Linked DNA regions of Gossypium hirsutum: region 1 is linked to region 2. Evidence: chromatin contacts called from public Hi-C data. All regions are on one chromosome and are shown on one strand. Each heading gives the region's core, a stretch centred on a gene start, on an enhancer-like site or on the middle of the called end of the contact. The rest is flanking DNA. Distances are from core to core; before and after follow the strand shown.

What was found. A called contact is a pair of places that touch in the nucleus more often than the background predicts.
Region 1: a Hi-C map of fibers shows a contact between it and region 2, with 3 times the contacts expected there. The contact joins the enhancer-like site here to the promoter of LOC107888970 in region 2. A contact is called at or near these places in 4 of 34 Hi-C or Micro-C datasets (anther, fibers, hypocotyl and 1 more).

What each region holds. Positions count from the first base shown.
Region 1 is chrA09:57,940,248-57,945,928 of Gossypium_hirsutum_v2.1, forward strand. LOC121206008 (cytochrome P450 CYP736A12-like) reads right to left here. Exons shown (of 5, transcript XM_041076165.1): 4 at 2,432-2,635; 5 at 1,856-2,326. The coding sequence ends at 1,856. Among protein-coding and RNA genes, the nearest start is that of LOC121207389, 20 kb to the right of the region's middle. Within about 2 kb of position 2,469, at least 2 of the 9 cell types and tissues checked have an H3K27ac peak or open chromatin away from gene starts, as enhancers often do.
Region 2 is chrA09:57,782,568-57,788,624 of Gossypium_hirsutum_v2.1, forward strand. It overlaps LOC107888970 (enhancer of mRNA-decapping protein 4), which reads right to left and starts at 4,663. Exons shown (of 12, transcript XM_016813251.2): 1 at 3,446-4,663; 2 at 3,294-3,343; 3 at 3,057-3,213; 4 at 2,703-2,921; 5 at 2,079-2,207; 6 at 385-1,896; 7 at 1-227. The coding sequence starts at 4,237.

The DNA of each region.
Region 1 (5,681 bases), core at 1,219-3,718, 160 kb after region 2:
GTTTTCTATTTCAGGTTGAATGTGAGGTTGTGCCTGGGGGAAACGATCTTAGGACTATGTCCAAGGAGCAGCGTATCAAATTGTTATACATATAGAGCAAGCTTTGATGGCGTGATCGAGTCAATTTGGAACATAAAAACCCTTGAATCGGGACAACTACGTTAGACCAAGACATCATTTTAGTAATACTTGTAATCAAATTCCCTAATATTATAACTGAAATTATTCAATGTTTATACTTACGTATTATACTATGAAGTCTTGTAATTAAGTAGTTCAAATCAATTGTAATTTGTCTAAGTAGAGTTAAGTTACATCTATATTAGAGTGGTAACACCCAAGGTTCAGATCTGGTTCATCGGATCGGATTTGAGGTGTTACAAGATAATTTATTCAAATGTAAAATACCGTTCTTTCCTTGTGTCTTTACGATTATTATTACAATGATGCCGTGTTGTCATGTTTGAATTATTTTGGTTTTAACATATATTCAAATAAGATTATCATGAAAATATATAAAAAAAATATTATAATAAATTACTGCTAATATTATGATATACGAAATATAAATTTTAAATACTTTTATGTAAATAATATAAATTTTTTAAATATTTTTTATATTATATATGTCTGTTTTACGGTTCATTTTTTATATTCGTAGTTGCCCCATTCAACAATGTTATCTCTAAAGTTTGAACCTAGGTTCATCCTTTAGGGATGCAATGTCACTTACCATTACACCCAACCAATTATTAGTATTTTTTGTAAAATTTAATTTGAATATAAATTATATTTACATATTATTATTATAAATGAAGGACAAATTTAAAAAAAAATGATTTGACTTGAAACGTGGTTTTGGAACACAATACTTAACAAACCTTGATAGCTACAATTTAGATTATAAAAATTAAAATAAAAAAATTTAATTAGGTATTTTTCTACTTTGTGTTTTTCCAATGCAAGCCAAAAAGGATTAAACAGATTTGGTCAAAGTGAAAGCAAAAAATATTCAAGTTAAAAGCATGCCACAAGTCTCGATATTCTTCGTAAATTAAAAAGTATAAAGACTAAATTTTTAAAAATAAAAGTATAAAAGTTAAATTTTAAATTTATGAAAAATATAAAAACTTATGAAATATTTTAACTAAATAAATAAACAGAGCAAAGTCTTTGATTACTACAAAATTATTTTTATCTTGTTTTTTTATTCTTCTTTTGTCTCTTTCTTCTTATTTTTTAGTTCCATTGGATCTTCTTACCTTTTTTTTTCTTTCCTACCATCATTGATCCTTATACTTCACTTGCCCCTCTTTAATTCTTAGTGTTATAGACTTATAGTTATTTTCTATTCTTATGTACTCTAATATTTTTCTTGTCAATCTTCTAGTGCGAAAACAAGTTGTTGTAAGTTTCAAGAATAATAAAACAAGTCAAGAGAAGAAGTTAAATTACTAGCAACGCATGAATGATTTATTGCATTTTCAAACAAATTCTTATTTACTCTTGGTGTATAAATGCAGACAATAACTTAACTAATGCAATGTGTTAGAAAATTCAATTATCTAATAAAAAATTAATTATATTACCACAAAAAGTTTGATTATATTTATTTGATTTTGAGAGATTTTATTAGGTGTGATGTGTTGTCAATATATATTGCGACAAAGAATAAAATGCATACCATTTTCAAAATGCCCCAACTTTATTATACCGATACATCCTGTTATATCACAATACAAATATTATCTTGAAATTTGCATTTCTACATGCGATAAATAGGCTTGGCACAGAGATTATTCTTTCTTGGAAACGTGGAACTAAATTTCTCAGTCATGCCCAATTCATTTGGTGACTAAACGTTCACAATGACCCTTGACCTTTTCGGTATGTAACAACCATCAATAACTATGTCCTCCATTGACTCACGAGGAATTAGCATAGGTGCAACAAGATAAAGCCTTAAAGTTTCTTTCACAACCATGTCTAGGTACTCCAATTTTGGTAAATCATTTTCCTCCACCATTCTCATTCTGATAATTCTTTCTAACTCTTTTTGGAGTTTTGACATTACCCTTGGATGCTTAATGAGCGCTAATAAAGCCCATTCCAATAGAGCAGTTGAGGTGTCCAAGGAAGCCACAATCATATCTACTGTTATGGCTTTGATGCAATTTCGGTCCATTATATCACCGTTAGGATTTATTTGCTCTGTAAGCATCGTACTGATGAAATCATCCTGTTTTTGTTGTTGATGGTCATTAATGATCGTCTTGAGGGCTTTGTCAAGTTTTTCACCAAGAATCCTTGTATGGGCTTTGAGTCCCTACATGGTTGACAATAATTAACATCATTCATTCAGTAGTTGTTCATAATGTGTATGGTTAATTTGTTTTGATATAGTATATTAAAATACACAGAAACACAATACCTGTAGGTCAAAAGCACCCAAAAAAGGCACAAAATCTACAAGATTGAAAACTCCTACCATGTAAAGAAGCTCTTCAATAAGCTCTTTAAGGTTAAATTCCTTATACTTCTTCACAGGCCCTAAAATCTTATTAAGAATAATTTCTGCATTAAGATTCCCCACCTTCTTACTAATGTTAACCACTTCCTTTTCTGCTGCTGCTTCCTTCAAAGATTCAATGAAATATGTTAGCACATTTTTCCTCGATGATGCAAATGATTCAATTTTCGATGTAGTAAAAAGTTGTTGATTACAAAACTTCCTCAAACTGAAAAATATGGTCCATATTCTGTGAATGCTATGCCCATTTTACCATTGTAAATTGATTGTAGCACTTGAAATTTTGGTCTACTTGCGAAAACAATGTCATGTGTCTTAAGAAATATCTCGGCGACTTAAGGGGATGAAACAACAATAGCTGGGACAGAGCCTAGCCTTATAGACATTATAGCACCATGTTTTTTGGCCAACTGGGATTGGTGTGGAAGCATGCCTAACATATGGAGGTTCCCAATGATTGGCAAGGGTTGGGGACCAGGAAGGGCTTTCCCTTTTCCTTTTCCATGTTTCGAGATGTAAAATAGAATGTAAAATTAGCAAAAAATTGCAAGAATTGTAAGAAGATTTTCGCTAAAGGATCCATTCTTGGTAATCAATTAACCTAATGGATATGTCTCTCCTATTTATCCCCCTTTCTATTTATAGATTTATATATTTACACTATTTGGCAATTGGTTGATAGTTGATTGTTGATTGCAGTGGCCGGGTTGACCAACTAGTTCTATTAACTAATTTGACCAACTGGTTCTATTAACTATTTATTTAAAAGTGTTTGGTAAAACTTAGTTGATAGCTGAAAGTTGATATGGGTAAAATGACAAATAAGGGCATGACACATTTTATTGTTAAGCCTTTATTTGTTTATAATACTTTAGTCTTTATTGAGTGAAATTATTGAAATAAAACACTATTACTAAGGAATTAAAACATCCATTATGAAAATTAATTAGTGAATATTTTTGAAAAATTAAATAAACAAATTTCTTAAGTTCCTTATTTGCAAATATTAACCATGTGAAAATTGATAAATCTTAATAGTGTATCAATATAATTATAAACTATATTTTTAGTGATAATTATGTCATGTTCCTAGTCTGTAAATTAGTGATAATTATATCACACTCTAAATAAATTTGTCAAGTAGCATATTTCAATTAATATAAAATTGCATAAGAAATCATTTTACATAAATAAATTGAAAATAAATTAAGAGCATGTGGCAAAGGAAGTAATTTTTTAGTAAACATGATCAGATATGTCATTCTACTCATTTCATTCCCAATCAACTGTGAAAAAAGCTACCCATCCCTGTGTTTTTTGTTTTCGAGGTTTTAATTTAACAAGTTCTTATAAACTTCCATTCACTAAGCACTGCAAATTAGAGGGTTTGACTACCCAATCCTCTATTTGTGCCCAAATTAGCTAAAAAAGTTTTAAAACTCTATTTACCAAACACCTTCATCGACTATAACATATTATTTTATTCTTTTCTATATGTTTTAATATAAATGGATACAAAATGACACAGCTCTCTCGCCACCATATTTGATTTTTTATCATATTTGGGCCCATTTATAATTTATAAAATTTTAAATTAGTAATAGTAAAATTACACTTTAGCCCCCAATGATAAAAAATTTGATTTAATTTTTTAAAAATTATAAAAATATAAATTATTAAAATGATAAAATTGTATTTTTACTATTGTAAAATAATACAATTAAATTCTCCCCTAAAAAAATTGTTCATTTGCCCTACTTAAGGCATACCCCTAACCAAATAAAATAATTTAAGACTATTTATTTTTAGGTTATACTTTCCTCTCAACACACCCAATGGTTTTTTAACATATCAATGTTTTTGGCGATATTAGTAAAGAAATTGAAAAAAGTTCTGATAAAGATAATAAAAAAAAAAACCCCAAAGTAGAATCTCTTTATATGACCCATAATCAATGACCCATGTATATATTTATTAAAATTATTCAGGTCATGCAAGAAGAGTTGCATTAATAAGAAAGAAATGAAGTATGGGAACTGGTTCCTTGACCATCTGGTTGCAACATTATTAACACCAAATGAGTTTTCAAATATAAGACAAATGATTAGGGAAACATCACAAGGAATAAATCCAAATTTGTTTCTTAGGGATACACTCAAGTAGAGGGCATTGGTTTTGAAGAAGCATTTACCCCAGTAGCAAGGCCTAGGCAATTCTATTGTTACTTGCAGTGGTTGCACATTTTAGCATCAAATTATTTCAAATGTTAAGAGAGTTTTCTTGAATGATTTCTTGAAGGAAAAGGTATATGTTGCACAACCAAAGGGGTAAGAAGATCTTTCACATCCAGAACTGACAATAATTTAAATTATTACGATCTAATAAAAAAATAAAAAGAAAATTGAGAAACGAAACAACTAGTTAAAATGGAAAATCATGGTTTTTGAGAACCCACTTGGAATGGATTATATGTGTGGCTGATTGAACCAATTGGAATCAGTTCATTCAACATCTTGATTTTTATATATGTGGTTTTTTGAATATCCACTTGTAACAATTGGCAAAAGTAAAGGTCATAGGTTTTGAATACTGTGGTTCAAGACTCACCGTACGTAATTATATGTATCGGTCAACTAGTTTTACATTCTGTTGTTGTCATGTGTGTATTTCTTCCGATTAGTTAATTTTATTCTAGATTATTTCAATTCTTAGTCCATATGTACCATAATAGTTTGATTCTATTTTGTGGTTACTCAAATATGTAATTACAATTGTATATTAATTGTACTATACTTGTAAAGTTTTTTTAAAAAAAATCAATATATTGATTAATGAAAGATTGAATGTTCAATCAAATCCAACTCAATTTTAACTGCAATATAAAAGAAAGACCATAAGAGGTCTAATGTCATAATATGTGTCAAGTTCTTTTATTCATTTATAATTATTACAAGATAATGGTTAAATTTCAATTTTGATCTCTCTGCTTATATATGTGACTTAATTTTTACATTTTAATTTCATTTAATCTAATATTCTACTTTTACAATGAAATTAATTTAGTTTAAATAATTAATTATTAAAATTATTTCGATTAAAATGTTAGACATAATTAATTTTTAAAATATAATATTTTTCACACCTACACACA
Region 2 (6,057 bases), core at 3,413-5,912:
AAACAGTTGGTGATCAAATTTGTTATCTGCTGCATGCGGTCTCTCTCTAACTTCTCTTGTTTTGCATTTTCATCTTGGATACGGGCCCACAAAGCATCTGTGTTTGCCTTTACAGCTTTCTCAATGCTCCTGCCCAAGGATGCTTCCAGTCTTTTCCCTTCTTTGTAAACAGGAGCAGAGACAATTGCGTTCATCTGCTTCTGCATTTCCTTCTGCACGCTAAGGGACTGCTTGGTGCAACAAAAACATTATATTAAGAAGACTATACCACAAACATTAACACACACAAACAAGCGTGTATAAAGAGGAGATTCTTCAATTTTATTCTAAGAGAAACAATTCTTTCTTCGAAAAGTTGTTTATTGTATTTTTTTTAAAAACTACCTGCCCAAGCATATCCCGCATGGCCAGCAATTGGGGGAAATTAGCATCAGCTGACAGAGCCCCGGAACTGCAACCTGGTTCATTAGATGAATCCGTGGAATTATATGGGCTAGCTGAAGGGGAAGATGGGACAGATTCTTGAGAATTTTTCTTCTTCTGCTTTTTCCCTTTAGCAGAAGCGGGAGATGGGGAACCAGTGATGGCAGTGTCTGTTTCACCAACCTTTGGAGGGGCATTTTTAATCACATTCTGCTCATCCCCATCACCAGAATTAGTAAGTCTATCTGCTTGAACCAAAACACCCATGTGATTAGCTTGTTGAGCTCCCTCAACGCCATAAGTTTCTGCACAAAAATCTCTAGCCATCTGAACGCCAAGATCTGATGCCTGTGAGTAGAAGGCCTTTTCTTTGTTATCTCCAACTGTAGTATGAGAGCCTTGTGAATATTTAGTCTCACCAAGAACATCAACTTCTACCTCTACGCTTTCAGCATCATTCTTGACCACATCTTTGATTGTTGCCTCACCCTCATTAATAACCTGACTGATTTGTGCATTTTCTGTCGATGAAGACACGGTAGACAATATCTCTGATGGTGTTACCAGATGGGTTGGATGTTTGAACACTGCAATATCTTCAACTTTCTGCAAGTTCTCACCTGCATAGGACACTTCAACATTATTCTCTTTAACCGTGTCTACTTTGTGATCAACAGAATGATCAGGTGCTGAGCGGTTAACATGATCAACATTTGATGGATTTCCAAAACCAGAAGACTTCTGTGATAACCTTGGACTTAATGGAAGTGGAGGTGTTGCAGTGTGCACATTTTCAGCACTACTACCAGACAGCAAAGCACTTGGCTTACTTTCCATGCCAGACACAGCACTCTCAGATATGAATTTAACCTCTGAAGAAGCTACATTTTGTGGACAGCTTGCCATGGCAGCACTTTCAGAGCTACCGTAGTTTATAGTCTTCTCAGTTGGTTTATATCCATGAGATAATTCCTGAGAAGCAGAACCATCAGAGTTCATGGCATCAGAAACATGAGCAACATTGGAATCAGTTTTATCCAAGTCTGTGTTTTCCAGGGGTGGTGGCAGGCACTGAGACAAGTCCAAAGCATATTGCTGAATAGCCTGTGTTTGAACACAGTAGACTTGGACAGTATATTCTCCACCTGGCAAACTATCACTTGTTCCCGTGAGACTCAATATAGGCATTGTGACAGTAAATTCAGCTATGTAATCCATGCAGGTAGCTGCAGGATTAGGCCCATATTCTATGTGAACAGCATATATAGCATTCTTCTTGGCATTTGCAAGCAGAAACAGGCCTGCACGGGGCAGTGCCACAACTTGATTAAAGAATGCATTGTCAACCTCAGACTCAGCAGAACACCTCAATTCCAATGTCTGCATACACTGCCATGATTCACCATCACTGGGCAACAACCAGCCCTCTTCACCTGAAGAGGCCCATATCTTCACTTCACAGTTTAGTGGGCCCTATAGGTAAAAAGACAATAGAAAATTAGACACTTGGCATAATGAGAAGAGAATTTATGCCACATTACCAACACAAAAGCAGAAGTAATTTTCTGTTGAAATCACAAAGCTTCATATGGTCATAGAAAATGTTTATAAAAAAGGTAAAGACAATCTAAAAAGGAAAAGAAACAGAGGCCTACTCCTGTGATAAGAACAATATGATCAGGGCGATGTGGGCCAGTCAAGAATGTTGCCGAGTAAACAGGATGTCCATCATGTGGCCTCAACACTGCAAGTGGTATGGGCTTACGATCTTCCCAAATTTTCACCTGTCACAGAAATTTACAGTTTCCTAAATATCATTACCTAATTGAATAATGAATACATATGGCCTGCTGTGAATCTAAGCATACTTCTTAATGGAACAACTGGCACATGTCGGACCAAAATCTTTAATTTTCTGGGCCTTAAAATTTCAATAGCTGTCAGGTACTTGATTTGCAGTATTGCCGCATTAATAGTAGTTTATAGTCAAAATGAGAAAATCGCTTTGGACAACCAAAAACCTTTTACATGCATTAAAATGGCTCAACATGCATCACTACAACCATCATGTTAGATGGAAATAAAACATTATCAGGTTTACATGTCAAGTTCTGTCATGGTAGGAAAACCATTGAACTTCAAAGAGGTTGTCTGTGTTAGAGATATGACAATCATTCAACTTCCAATTTTTCCTTCTTTATTTTTTTCCAGAAGCAACTGTATTAAGAACTAAAATAGAGAGAATAAATCAGTAAATAAGGAGAAGAGTAAGTACAAACCGTGCCATCTACTGAAGCTGAAGCTAAACGGGTAGTCAACCATTGGCACATTGACAACTCAGTAATCTCACCATCATGTTTGCCAACAAACTGAACCCCATCAATAAGCTTATCAACAGAGCAATTAAGAGGTTCCTCTGCTGAAAATCCATCAAGTTTTCCAACTTTGATTGTATCAATTTTCAGGATACGATTTCCGATAGCAACCATCAAAATCTCCTGTTAGATAATATTTGTTGAACATTTACAACAAGGAAAAAAATATGGACAGGAAAAGCACGACTATAGAAGAAATACAAAGACTTGGCATAATAGTTACTATCTGATAACATCAAATACAAACCGATTTATTACTTGTTTGTGAGGATGCCAGCAGACTCGTGGATGTTTTGATGATTCTTGCCCTACGATCTGAAGCGCAATAACAACTTTGCCAAAAATTTGCGGCTTATCTTCATCATCAGGTCCCTCATTGATCCTCCATACAAAAACCCGGCCATCAACACTTGCACTGCAGAAAATGTAAGATGAGCACTTTTCGATGACACAAATGAAGTCAATTTATCCCATGAAATAAGTAGAAAGGAATACCTGGCCAAAAGGTGGACATCCTCAGCAAAAAAAGCCATATCTGTTACTCTCTATATTTGGAGAAACAAAGTGAATGAAAAGGTTGAGCTGGTAATGAGATGTTTCACATTAGGAACTTGATAATAGAAAAGTGGGTATAAAGATATATATACCTGAGTGTGGCCACGAAGCAAGGACCGGAGGGCAGTGTTGATGTTGAGGATACGTATATTCCCAAGCTTGAGACCATAGCAAATGTAATTCCTATTAACAGCAATCTGACGACCAAGAACAAGGCCAGGATCAGATGCATACTTGGTAATGGGAGTGACCTCAAGTTGGGGTTGTACTTCACTGGGTAGCCTGACATGAATATCGTAAAGGAGATTGGTCCCAGAGAGATGCCTGCCCTTCGGGACCTTGCTGCTCAACAGTCGGGCAGGTGAGGGAGAGGGCGAAGGAGCAGATGGGGTGACACTCATATTAAGAGGCGGGGCAGAAGGGACAGGGGCAGGAGCTAGTGACTGAGCTTGAGTGCCAAAGAAGGCCATCAAAATGTCGTTTCCGCAAGTAGGAGGGGTGGGGAGTTGGGGTTGGGGATGATAAGGAATAGGTCCAGTAGGATTAGGATAAGGATGCAAAGGGTGTTGGGGTTGAGGAGGAGGAGGGTAAGGAACGTAGTGGTGGAAAGGGTAAGGCCCAGTAGGCGGAGGGTAAGAGGAAGAAGGCGTCAAATAGGGCGGTGGAGGCGGCGTTGAGGATTGGGCTGGGAAAGATGGGGATGTAGTAAGGTTTGAAGTGCTAGGACTTGGAGTTGGACTTGGAGAAGTTGCTGTCACGTTCACGTTCTGAAGATGCTGATGCTGCAACATAGGGCTAGAACTGGGTTTAAACAGCTTGTTCAAATCAAACCCACCGCTGCCACCACCGCCACTTTGCGGTTGAGGATTGGGATTTGAAGCCATCCAATCCCAAATCCAAAAAAGAGAAAATAAAAAGAAAACGATGAAATCAAAGGCTTGTTGAGATCTTACTTTATGTGAAACACAAGGAACAAGAGGGTTTCATGGATCTGCTCGCTTCGATTCAGATCAGAATCCAAGTTTTTAGATTATATCGAATCTTGAATCTCTTGCTCCCCACTTTCTTCTCCTTTGGGTGGCCCAGACTGGATGATGACTCGAAGACGCCAATAAACTATATAAAAATGAAAAACACCAAAAGGGGAGGCTTTCAGTTTTATTAGTTAAGTAATTTTATTAGTAGACCATTTCAGGACTGTACAAAACCAGGGATGAACGCTACTACACCCAAAGTGATATCAAGTAAGCAATTTCGATACTACATCCAAAATGTTAAATATCATATAATCAAGTTATTTCAATTCTAAATTTCCAAGTTACGTTGCTAGTTAAAACTCAATGATTTAAAGCTCAAATGAAACATTCAATGGCTTAGGATTTTGGGCAATGTCCCCCCTTTTTTAGGTTTAATCAATTCAATCAATTCAATTAAATATTTAAAAATTTAGCTCAGTCAAATTTTTTGTTCAATTTTTTCTGTTTATATCGATTTTCAAGTCAATTTTTCTTGTTTATATCGATTTTCAAGTCAGTTGATTTAAAATTCTTCTCAAAACTAATATTTGGATTGATTCTTTATCCAACCAATTGATTTGATTCGATTCATATAACATTAATTTTGAATCGAGATTTAAGGTTTAAGGGAAAGAGTTTTTTATTATTATTTTGATTTAATAAAAATAATTAAATTATAAATTTTGGGTCAAAATATTTTTATCATTCTTTTATATATAAAAATACTAAAATATTTTAAAAAATAGAAGACAATACGAAAGGATGAAAATGGATCCTACCTTACCTCCTTCCTTATACATTGTCTAAAGATATAATGTTAGGGTCAAAAGTTGAGGTTTGGAATGGAAATAGGGTTATTAGTTGAACTTTTAAGTTTGAGTTTAGGGTTTTATGTTTGAGATTTTTATTTAGGATTTAAATTTTAGGTTCAAAGCTAGAGGGTTGAAGATAGGTGTTTGAGGTTCATCAGTTGCATTCAAAGCTCGGTGTTGAAGTTTAAAATTAAGTTCGAGACTTAAGTCGATGTTCAAGGGTCAAGACTTAAAGTATTAAAGTATTGTGTTCATTTCCATATTTGAGGCTTATAGTCTAACCTTTACAATATGCCTTAACTAAGGTTAATGATTTCGAGGTTGTAGTTGAAGATGATAACTCTCAGAGAGTTATTTAGTATAATTTTCATAATATATTAAGAGTACTTTCTAGCTTTTAGGTTAGTTTTTATATTTTTTTGGTTAATTATATTTTATTTATTTATTATCATTTTAGGGTTAGGTCAAAATTAATTATTATTTTCTATTTTCTTTTCCATTGTAGGCTCGAAATGAAGAATGAAAGAGATAGAATATAAACTAAAAGATGGTGAAAAGAAGTCTTTTATTCCACCAATCAAATTAGTGTTGGAGCTTTTTAGTATTTTAGAAAATTTGGTAGTAAATAACCCATTCCACTACAATTATTTATTCAATGGAGCACCACAATGAAAGAAAGAATTTAAGGTTTTGTGATTAAAAACTTTAAAGAAAAATAAGAGTAAGAACTTCCTTGGAGGTAAAAAGAAAACTTTTTCACGTAAAGGGAAACTTTAAGCTTGTAAAGACATGAAAAAAGGGGAGCCGGAGAGTTCAATACAAATTCTTTATATATTTTCTCTTTAGATTCTCTCTTTTACATTTTATTAATGCAAG